Linked DNA regions of Sus scrofa: all the other regions are linked to region 3. A link is a contact called in public targeted proximity ligation data. All regions are on one chromosome and are shown on one strand. The core of a region is the stretch at or near the end of the contact, and the rest is flanking DNA. Distances in the headings are between cores, read along the strand shown. Region 1 overlaps EXT1 (exostosin-1). Region 2 has its middle 23 kb from the start of EXT1. Region 3 overlaps EXT1 (exostosin-1).

Evidence for each region.
Region 1: a contact with region 3 is called in a targeted proximity ligation map of alveolar macrophages. A contact is called at or near these places in 1 of 47 Hi-C or Micro-C datasets (embryonic fibroblasts) and 1 of 2 datasets of targeted methods (alveolar macrophages).
Region 2: a targeted proximity ligation map of alveolar macrophages shows a contact between it and region 3. A contact is called at or near these places in 4 of 47 Hi-C or Micro-C datasets (blood, heart right ventricle and omental adipose tissue) and 1 of 2 datasets of targeted methods (alveolar macrophages).

The regions. Positions count from the first base shown.
Region 1 is chr4:20,719,140-20,722,600 of Sscrofa11.1, forward strand. All of the region lies in intron 1 of EXT1 (exostosin-1), which reads left to right. It also overlaps the pseudogene LOC102166572. Among named protein-coding and RNA genes, the nearest start is that of EXT1, 76 kb to the left of the region's middle.
Region 2 is chr4:20,620,293-20,623,908 of Sscrofa11.1, forward strand. No RefSeq gene overlaps it. Among named protein-coding and RNA genes, the nearest start is that of EXT1, 23 kb to the right of the region's middle.
Region 3 is chr4:20,858,964-20,862,843 of Sscrofa11.1, forward strand. The region is part of intron 1 of EXT1 (exostosin-1); the gene reads left to right. Among named protein-coding and RNA genes, the nearest start is that of EXT1, 220 kb to the left of the region's middle.

The sequences.
Region 1 (3,461 bases), core at 367-2,866, 140 kb before region 3:
CACAGCTCATGGCAATGCCAGATCCTTAACCCACTGAGCGAGGCCAGGGATTGAACCCGCATCCTCATGAATCCTAGTTGGATTTGTTACTGCTGAGTCATGATGGAAACTCCAGGCTCTTTTTACTTCTCATTTGAGATTTTCATGAACTAGAATGCGTCTTCATTAAACAGCAGTTTCAGCATTACTAGACTCTGCTTTTTTGAGGGCTGTTGTGCTTTCACAGAATTTCTGAAATGTAGCTACACTTCAGGATGAAAATGTGAAGTGAAAATGCTAACATAGGAAACGCCCATAGTAGCATTTCTATTACCTGCCTTTCTACTTGAGGGGTTTTGCGTTTTTGGTGTGTTCATTTATTTTTGGATAAAACTGAGCAAGCCTGCTTAGCCAGGGTCCCAACTCACTGGCCCAAATGAAGGAAGTGTCAAACCCTTTCACCTTCTCTCAGAATTCATGTGAATTATTGATGCCTGCTTGAGTGTTCAGTGAAAAGAAATTCATCGGTGTTTTCTTCAAAAATTCTCATTTTTGGGGGTATTTTGACTTGATGTTACTCGTTGGTGGTCTTTTCAATGTACTTCCTGGTCCTCGATGCTGAAACAGAATGTAGACTTAATCTTGGATTGAAAGAAGGAATTAACATATACATATCTGGGCATATCTTGTCCAACATGCATTAAAAAATTATATATATGTATATATGTGTATGTATATGTATGTATATATGTGTGTGTGTATATATGTGTGTGTGTGTATATATGTGTGTGTATATATATATATATATATATATATATATATATATATATATATACTTGCACTATTTAAAATGAAAGGATGCCACAAAACCTCCTATCCCTACAAATATTTATTGAGCCCACTGTTCCAGATGGTGGGATATAGGAAAGTGACCCAGACATTCAAAATCACTGCCCTAAAGGGGCTGCGTTCTTCCTGTAGGGGTGTGTGTGTGTGTGTGTGTAGAGAAGGTAGATAATTTAATAAATTAACAAGATCATTTCAGACTATAGCAAGTTCTATGAAAGGGACAAATGGTCCATATCAAAGGGAGGAGGCTAAAAGGGGGTGGGGTCATGGTCAGTGTTCACTTCTTTTTCTGCAATGAATGGGGGCAGGGAGCGGGTGGATGTATTTGGTGTATTAGGATCTTTTGGTAGAGTTTAATGAAGGGTGCTAGAAAGGTTTGTGGGCCCCTCAGATTTCACGTTATAACCTAACCTCCACTGGGATGATATTTGGAGATGGGGCCTTTGCAAGGTGATTAGGTCATGAGGGTGGGGCCCATGCAAGTGGATTTGTGCCCTTATAAAAGAGACCCCAGAGGGATCCCTTGCCTTTCCTTGTGTGAGGACACAGCAGAGTTGTTAGAAAGTGTAGGGACGAGCCCAGGGTCCCAGGGCAGTCAGTGCTCAGTGAACAGGAAGTGCCTTTATGAGTGTTCAGCATCCTATGTGTGGTAAGTCTTCAATGAATACGACTTAGAAGAAGGGGACACAGCTGATCCTAAATAAAAACTCGAGCTAAGTCTAAATAGGTTGTCAGAAGGGGATGTCCTGGAGGCTATGTTGAAACAAGAAAGTCAAACACGAGAGGGCTGATGGACTTGGTGACCTCTGAGTTCCACCCCGCCCCCTGCCTGACATGCTAATTCTGCCCCTTCTAGGGCATTGCACACTGGCCCTGGCACAGAGGAAGTGCTTCCCGAATATGCAGACAGCTGTTGACCTTCTATTAAACTGAATTTATATTTTAAACTGAATTTATTTATATATTTAAGCCAAATTTATATTTAATCCACGAAGGGAGCAAATAAGCCTCCAATGGAAGTGGTTCTTTTTGTAATTTGTCATTATGCAGCAATTTTTTAAAGAAAAACTTAGTACATGTTTTAAATACTGTCAGGATTTATCTTTCCCTCTCTTACATTAAAGCAAAATGCTTTTGGGACCCAAAACTCGAATTCTTCTTTTCTAGCTTATTTTTTTTAACTGTCTTTAAGATCTCTTACTAATGTAAGGGAGTGAGCTGGAATTGTTTGAAAGGAAGAAAATTCAAAGATTGAAACTAATTCATCCAAGTATATTTAGCCATTTGGTCATAGAGGAAAAGATAGATTTTTGGATCTTTCAGTTTGCAGTGGAGAACTCATATTTGATTTTACCTAATGTGTAAAATTGGTCAGAGGCTGCCTAGGAGAAGTCAGATCATTAAAGTATGTGTGTGTAAGAAAAAATAAACACAGATCCCCCTTTTCTGGTTTGTCATAGAGAGGAACACTTTTTTAAGTGTCTTCTCATCTGAAAATTGTATGCTGCTTGAGGCCGATATTGGTGTCTTTTGTCTTTGTTTTTTCTTTTTTTAGCACGGCACCCGTGGCTTATGGAGATTCACAGGCTAGGGGCCGAATCAGAGCTGTAGCTGCTGGCCTACGCCGCACCTCACGACAACGCCAGATCCTTAACCCATTGAGCAAGGCCAAGGATCAAACCCTCATCCTCATGGATACTAGTCAGGTTTATTAACCTCTGAGCCACAATGGGAACTCCCCAGACATTAATGTCTTTTGATATTAGTGTGCATGTGTCTTCCTGTGTGTATATGTATGTTCATGTGTGCACCTGTGCAAACTCACAGCCACTTCTCATGCTTTTATATAATGTACACCTATAACACTCAAGGTCTGGGGGGCTTGTTTATTTCACATGGCCATTTTACTCAGATTATCCTGGAGAAAATTCTGAAGAAAGCTTTATGTATTGACCATAAAGTTAGAAAATGTGACCTGTAAAATGATACTGAGATAGGAATTTAAACTCCCTTTCCTCCTTTCTCGAGCATTTTTTGAAGCCATTGTTTCCTACTCTTGCTTGAATATAAATGTTACTTGGGGAGGAAAATTCAGATTGTGAGGTTTCTCCCCTAGAGAGTCTTACTGACTTAGTCTGGCTATGATAGAGCATATTTGGTACACACGGGAAGTTGAGAAGCGGGGAATAAAATTTCACTTGGAAAAGTATTGCAGGAATAAGGAAGAGAGTTGGCAAAATCTTGCAGGTTCAAAAGAGCATTGGAGAAAGGGCTGTGGGCCCACGTGCCTCAAGGGTAGGGGAGGTGGGGGTGGGGAAGATGAACCCCAGGAGGTGATTGACAGACAGGTGGTCAAGGGCCTGTGTTCAAGGCTCAAGAGTTTTAACTTCATGGTGGGCCTATGCCTTAATCAGCATGTATGTTTTTTTTTTTTTGTTCTTATTGATCACAAATGTCGTATTTGTCCATTAAAAAGTGGAAACATTGTGGAATAAATTGATTCCCAAAGAGAGATGTTCCCATAATTCTACCCTGTCCAACTCCAGAGAAATGACTATTGTAAAGCGTTGGGTGGATCCAATGAGTGATTGAGAATTATAGCTCTGGTGGCTGATACCATGGAATGTGATGAA
Region 2 (3,616 bases), core at 404-2,903, 240 kb before region 3:
TAAGTCTGAAGTGAAGTAATCCAGAAGGAAAAAGATAAATACCATGTAATGTCACTTATTTGTGGAACCTAAAACATGGAACAGATGATCCTACCTAAAAATAACAAACAAACAAACAAACAACAAAACAGGAGCAAACCATGGCCAAGAAGAACAGACTTGAAGTTCCTAAGGGGGAAAGGGGAGGTATTGGGATGGATAGGCATTTGGGGGTTTTTTGGATGCAAACTGTTATATTTGGAATGGATGGGGAATGGGATCTTACTGTACAGCACAGGGAAATGTATGTGATTGGGTCACTTTGTTGTACAACAGAACTTGTTGAAACATTGTAAATCAACTATTCTTTAATAATAATAATAATAATAATAATAATAAAATTTTTAAAAGTCTGTAAGTCTGTTTCTATTCTGTATATAGGTTTTTTAAAATATTCTTTTACTTTATGGCTTATCATAGAATATTGAATATAGTTCCCTATGCTATACAGTGGGACCTTGTTGTTTACCATTCTATATATAATAGTTTGCAATTGCTAGCCCCAAACTCCCACTCTATCCCTCTCCCTCTCTCCTCCCCCTCTGCAACCACAAGCCTGTTCTCTACATCTGTGAGTCTGTTTCTGTTTTGTAGATAGGTTCATTTGTGCCCTATTTTAGATTCCACATACAAGTGATATCATATGGTGTTTGTCTTTCTCCTTCTGACTTACTTTACTTAGTATGAGCATCTCTAGTTGCATCCATGTTGCTGCAAATGGCATTATTTTGTTCTTTTTTATGGCTGAGTATTATTCCATTGTATATATGTACCACATCTTAATTCATTTCTCAATGGACATTTAGGTTATTTCCATGTCTTGTCTATTGTGAACAGTGCTGCTATGAGCATAGGGATATATGTGTCATTTTGAATTATAGTTTTGTCCGGATATATGCCTAGGAGTGGGATTACTGGATCATATGGTAAGTCTATTTTTAGTTTTTTGAGGAACCTCCATACTGTTTTGCTTGGTGGCTACACCAACTTTCATTCCTACCATCAGTGTAAGAGGGTACCTTTTTCTCCACACCCTCTCTAGCACTTGTTTATTTGTAGACTTATAGATGATGGCCATTCTGACTGGCATGAGGTGATATCTCATTGTAGTTTTGATTTGCATTTCTCTAATAATTAGCAACACTGAGCATCTTTTCATGTGCCTGTTGGCCATCTGTATGTAAGACCCATTCTCTTATCACTACCCCATGCTGCCTCCTTCCTTATCATTTAAGGATCAAATCAAGTTTCACCTCCATTCTCCCCATCCCTGATTCTTCCATTCTAAGCAGGCATCTGTTCCATACCTCTTCTTGTTGACTCATTTTGCCTAATATTGATATTTTATTTTCCCCTCTAATCTTCATTCCACAAAAAATAAAAGAAAAAAATTAGTGCCAAGGGTGAGAGAAATGCTTTCTACTACTTCTGCAACTACCCCTCATGTGTATTCTTAATATTTTTTGGATGGTGCTGTGCTAACTTGTAGAGCTTAAGAACACAGCACGGAAGGAAAACTTCTGTTCTTCAATTTAAGCTGATACTTCTACATTCTGCGTAACCTAGTGTCTACAGGGCAATGCAAGCACTGCTGGGAAATGGGGCTGTGCATTCTGGTGGAGGAAGAACTCCTATTACCAAAGAGATGGAAGAGGAAGAACAGGCAAAAAGAAACTAGGAATTTGTCCAAACAGGAAGCCCTGGGTTTTCTTCCTTGCTGACTGATCACACTTTTGCTTCACATTCCACATCTCCTAAAGGCTCCTGCCATTACTTCACAGCAGGCATCAGAGCGACTTCCCTTCCTCCAGTTTACATAGCTGCAGCTGGTCTAGGGGAGCCAGATCCAGGAGCAAAGATATCAGCTGTGCATAGCTCTAGGTTTTCTCAAAGGGAAACTTCGAAGTAGTTTTCAAAGGTTAAAGGAAACTTGCCAGCCTAGAAGCTGCTGGAAAAATCCAGCACATACTTGATTCCTTTCCAACCTAAGGGGAGTTTCTAAAGGATGGAGAAGCTATAGCTCATTGGAAAGAGAACACCAGGGAAATCAGAACTCAACAGTGGACATCTGGATTTATAACTGGAAAAACTTCTCTGGTGTTAAAGTTAGGTCTGCCCCTTAAATTCCACCTTGTGACCGTCCCACTAGATCTGTTCCACAGCTTTGGTTCCAGCCATTCAGTTCATGAGAATGCATGGGAGCATCAACCAAGGAACAGATGCAGATTCCCAGGCCCACCCCTTCCAGAGTTTCTAATTTAATAGTCTAGGTTTGGCCTGGGAACCTGCATCCGTTCCTAGGTGATGCTAATGGGGCTGATCCAAGGACATTTTGAGAACAATGTCCCTAAGCAAGAAAGATATTCAGATAAAGGAACCTCCCTTCTACAAAGTATTTGGGATCATGATGGTCTCAAATCCCCTATTGCATTTCTCACTGGAGACCAGATCACTTTACAGTGACTTCCAGAAAGAGGCCCTCGTGGGAAAGCCCTGATGCGTTTTGACCAGCTGTGCTGGGTTGGGAGCTAATTAGGAGGAAAGCTAGAATGGTCCTGCTTTCCCAGCCATGTTATCCAGCAAACCCAGAGACAGTGCGCCAGTAAAGAAAATTATACAGATGAGACCTGGAAGCTGCCATTTCATTAGGGAAGGTTTTACCTTTTTCATTACAGGAAAAATCTAATATTTCCCATCTCTCCCTTCACCAAAAGTAGGCAAGCATAAAACCAAAGTCAATTTCTTACAATTTAGTAACCTCAGCACCAACCAATTATATTCTAGGACATGAGAAACAGCTGTTGTAACATTAGAGCTCGAACAGTTTCATCTCAGCTATTTAAAGGGATAAAAGAGCCAATATTTTCATTCCCTTGTGATATTATCAAGTCATGATAAACAACCAAGACTGTAGTATTAATTACATTAATTTGGAGAGGAGAGAGACCATTTTAATTGCTCCAAGCTGGAGAATAATTTTTTATGGGCAGACAATCATTCCATAAATTCACACTAGAAAGGGTCCTTTGTCTTCTTCTATCAGCAGCAAAATTTCTGGAGGCAAAAAAATGACCACCTCCTTTTAAGGTGGATTTCAGTAGAAAAAAACATTCTCACTATTGCTATGTGTCATTCAGTGAACCCTGACTTGTTGAGCTATTTGAAAGAAAGACACACAGGGGAAGTATTTTTATTGAAATATTTTGAAATCAAAAACAAGAAGTAGGACTGACACAGCGAGATTTAAATACTTTCTCATATACGAAATGACCCTCCCTCTCAGGGTCAAGAAGACCAAATGAATGTGTACATCAAAATGTTCTGTAAACTACAGTATCATATAAAAGCAGAAAAGGAGAGGGAAAAATCATTTACTGCGTGCCTTCTACATGGGGCACTGAGCTAGGTGCTTGACTTCTGTGATCCTATTTTAATACTCATAGAAATCATAGGACGAGAAATAAGAACATAAAAAGGAGAGAATGCAATAAATAGGTGAGGAAAATGCCAATTTGTCATTGTGGAAGCTATTCAGATAAAAGTGTACACACAGTTCCAATTAATTAATGTGATATAT
Region 3 (3,880 bases), core at 623-3,122:
GACTGCAGTTTACCTGCTAATGCTGTTAAAGTGACATCTGGCCTAGACTCCAGCTGGTCTGTGGTCTTTGAAAAGACAGCCACACAAAGCCACTTGCATAGCTCCTTACCCTCCAAAAGACCTCTCCAGGGTGCACGCCATTGCAACCATTGCTTAGCTAGGGTTATTTCCTGAGGAGAGCTCTAGTTTGGGTTTATCTAGTTGTGTACTATCAAGGTAACAAGGGATCTCAGAAGGCTAGAAAGAGAAGTAGTATCGATGGAAGTGCCTTTAGAGGAGAGCCGGAATTGACTCAAGCATTAGCTCCAGAATTGCCAGTGGTTGTTTCATGGCCGTGATGGATTCGATGAGCTTTTATTGCTGCTTTCACTGGGAGCACCATCCAGGGGCAATGAGGATAAGCACTGTCTAGTGAAGAGCAGTTTCTGGAATTATTTGGAAGTGAGTTGTAATCTCAGGAGTTGCAGCACAAAGGCCAAAAAGAAATTTATAAAGAAAGTAGAAGCTGACCAGGAGATGACGTCAAAGAAATGAAGCCTTGAGTTGATTCCCCCCACCCCCCCAATTCTGGGTACCCCAAGTCACTTTTAAATGTTCTAGTACTTAAAGGGAACATTAAAAATTACATGACTAGACCCCCTTGAAAAAAAAAAAAAGTTGTAATTGAAGACAACACGCATACCTTTGGAGTAGGTTACCTGGGTTAGAACCCTTCACTGATTATTGTTTTTATCTTCGTTGCTTTATTTCTTTTTTTAGTCCTTGATATTTCATGGGCTTAGGCCTTTCTTTCTCTCAGACAGCAAAACCTTTTTAAACAAATACAACATGATGCCATATGGTATTTTTATACCCAGAGCACCTAGCACATTGATAGGCACAAAGGACTGATTGAGTAATTCTGCTTTTGAGGGAATGAGCAGAATTACAGCCCATCTAAAGCTGCAAAGTAATGGTCCATGTTCTTTTTCTACTGTGGGTATTTCACTGAGGTGAATTGGGAATTGGTAGAACTGAGTATTGATTGGGATGGAAGGTCTTAATAGCAGTGATATTAAGACACTAGGAAATTAAAGCAGCCTGCTAGCCATCACTTCTCCCCTCCCCCCAACAATCAAACAAGCAAATAAACTGAATAACAACAATAAAAATCCAACTTGGAGTTCCTGTTGAGGCTCAGCAGAAACAAATCTGACTAGCATCCATGAGGATGCAGGTTTCATCTCTGGCCTTGCTCAGTGGATTAAAGATCTGGCATTGCCTTGAAGTGTGGTGTAGGTAGCAGATGTGGCTTGGATCTAAAGTTGCTGTGGCTGTGGCTGTGGCATAGGCCAGCTGCAATTCCACCCCTAGCCTGGGAACTTCCATATGCCATGGGTGCAGCCTTAAAAAGACAAAAAAAAAAAAAAAAATCCAACTCACTAGGTTTGGTCTGGTAACAGTTTCCTTAATAGGCTTTGATCTTGAGGTAAGTACACAACTTCATCCTCAATTTTTTAACTGGCAAAAAAAAAATTCCCACTAGATTTATCACTGCTTGATTTCTTAATAATATTCCTCATCAGAATAACATTTGGGGAAGCTACTTTATGCCAGGACAATTCCAGCGAATCTCTTGAAGAAGACATGTATTTTTTGTGTGTGCAGCAACAACTAGTTTGGGAGAAGCACTGGGCGTGGTTTTGTGGTTTCCTTCTTGTTAGGGCTGCTCATCACTTCAACCACAAAAATCACTGCCAACCTTCAGAAGGGGAAAGAAATATTGGCCAACCTACATTTTCTTTTCTTTTTTTAATGACATGCAGTGACTTGGGTTCTTAGAGACCAGCCAGATGAGTTGTGTTTGGAGTTCCCCAATATAGTCTTTGCAGAAATGTGGGTTTGTTTCTACATTGCTACAAACCGTTCCTCTGCATTGGGGTTGGCCTCTGTCCTGGAACCACAAACGTGGTTTGCTCTACCAGCTGACTCATCCCACTTAACTTCCGTGTCACCGTGAAGAACCAACATCCCTCACCAGCCCATGAGGTTGTGAGACAGTAAACACTGAAATGAGTGGTAGGAGCTGGCCAGCCTATATTAAAAACCAGAGTCGGAGTTCCCATTGTGGCGCAGTGGTTAACGAATCCGACTAGGAACCATGAGGTTGCAGGTTTGGTCCCTGCCCTTGCTCAGTGGGTTGGCGATCCGGCGTTGCCGTGAGCTGTGGTGTAGGTTGCAGACGCAGCTCGGATCCCGCGTTGCTGTGGCTCTGGCGTGGGCCTGTGGCTACAGCTCCGATTCAACCCCTAGGAACCTCCATATGCTGCGGGAGCGGCCCAAGAAATAGCAACAACAACAACAACAACAAAAAAAGACCAAAAAAAAAAAAAAAAAAAAAAAAAAAACAGAGTTGTTCATTGATTCCTTCAAGTACTATTTATGGAACCCCCAAACTAGCCAGGCATTGCTCCAGGAACTATGGATACAGTGATAAACTAGTAATTGCAAACTTTTTCTTTGAAGTACCAGATAGTAAATATTTAGGCTTTACAGCCCTTACCATTCTTATTTCAACTCTGTTAAATTTTTTTATGCAGAGTAGCCATATAGCATATAAACAATGATTAGCTGTGTTCTAATGAAACTTGATTTATAAAAACAGATAACATATGACCCATAGTTTACTACCCTTGAACTAGACATAATATTCTTGTCCTTGTTGAGTGTGCATTCTAGTCATCTGCATTTAATTTAATTTAGTAGCTATATTTTATAAGTAGTTATATTTTATAAGGAAGATATATTCCTGAACACCTCACCTAATTCAAAACAAGAAAGATCCAAAACTTGGAAACTTTCATAAGGTAAAAAATTCATAAACAGGTTAAAATGTCAATATAACCAACAAGCAAAAAGTCTCGCATATAAGTAAAAACAAAACCATATTTTAAAAAGCACTTTTTTTTTTTTACCAGGTCATTATTAATAATGGTTGCTAACAATGGAATATATTTTCTAGACCTTACACAGCCACAAGAAAACTAAACTATCTGTAGCTTTTGGTGAATTGACCATTCCTTTAATGCTATGAAGACAAGATGGAAACTTATTAGTAACTTCAGAAATCTAAAGTTTTTGAGTTCACCCCATCCCATCATGTCAAAACTGCTGCAAACCCCATAAGTAGCTTAAAGAAACATGTTGTTTAGAAATTTGGTGAATGCAGGAAATTGTTCATTCAGTATGCTATCTTTGGTGAATTGGCCATTCCTTGATTTGGTAGCTGGGCATGTTGACTTTTGGCAAAGGAACCTAGAAAAGTTAAGCATGGTTCTTAGTACATGTTGTGACTTCAAATGCTCTTTGGCTGGCTGGCTGCATACTTTTTGACTATGTGCATGTGGCCAAACTTGCTCATAGCATAGTATTATCAAAGTCCTATGTAACAAGGCAATTTCATTTGTGGTTCCATGAAGAGAATGTTTGCTCTTGGAGTTCAAAAGCTGATTCAGGCTGAACCTACATACAATTTCTCCCCTCAACACTTTATTTATAAATTAACATTTATTAATTTTCCATCATGTAGAGTAGTTGCAAGAATTGTCCAATGAGCATCTATATGGCTTATGGTTTTTTTTTTTTTTCCCTGTCTTTTTTAGGGCCACACCCGCGTCATGTGGAGGTTCCCAGGCTAGGGGTCGAATCAGAGCTGTAGCCACCAGCCTACGTCACAGCCACAACAATGCCAGATCTGAGCCACATCTGCGACCTACACCACAGCTCACGGCAACACTAGATCCTGAACTCACTAAGCAAGGCCAGGGATCGAACCTGAGTCCTTATGGATACTAGTCAGATTCATTTCCACTGAGCCACAATGGAAATTCATGATTTTTAA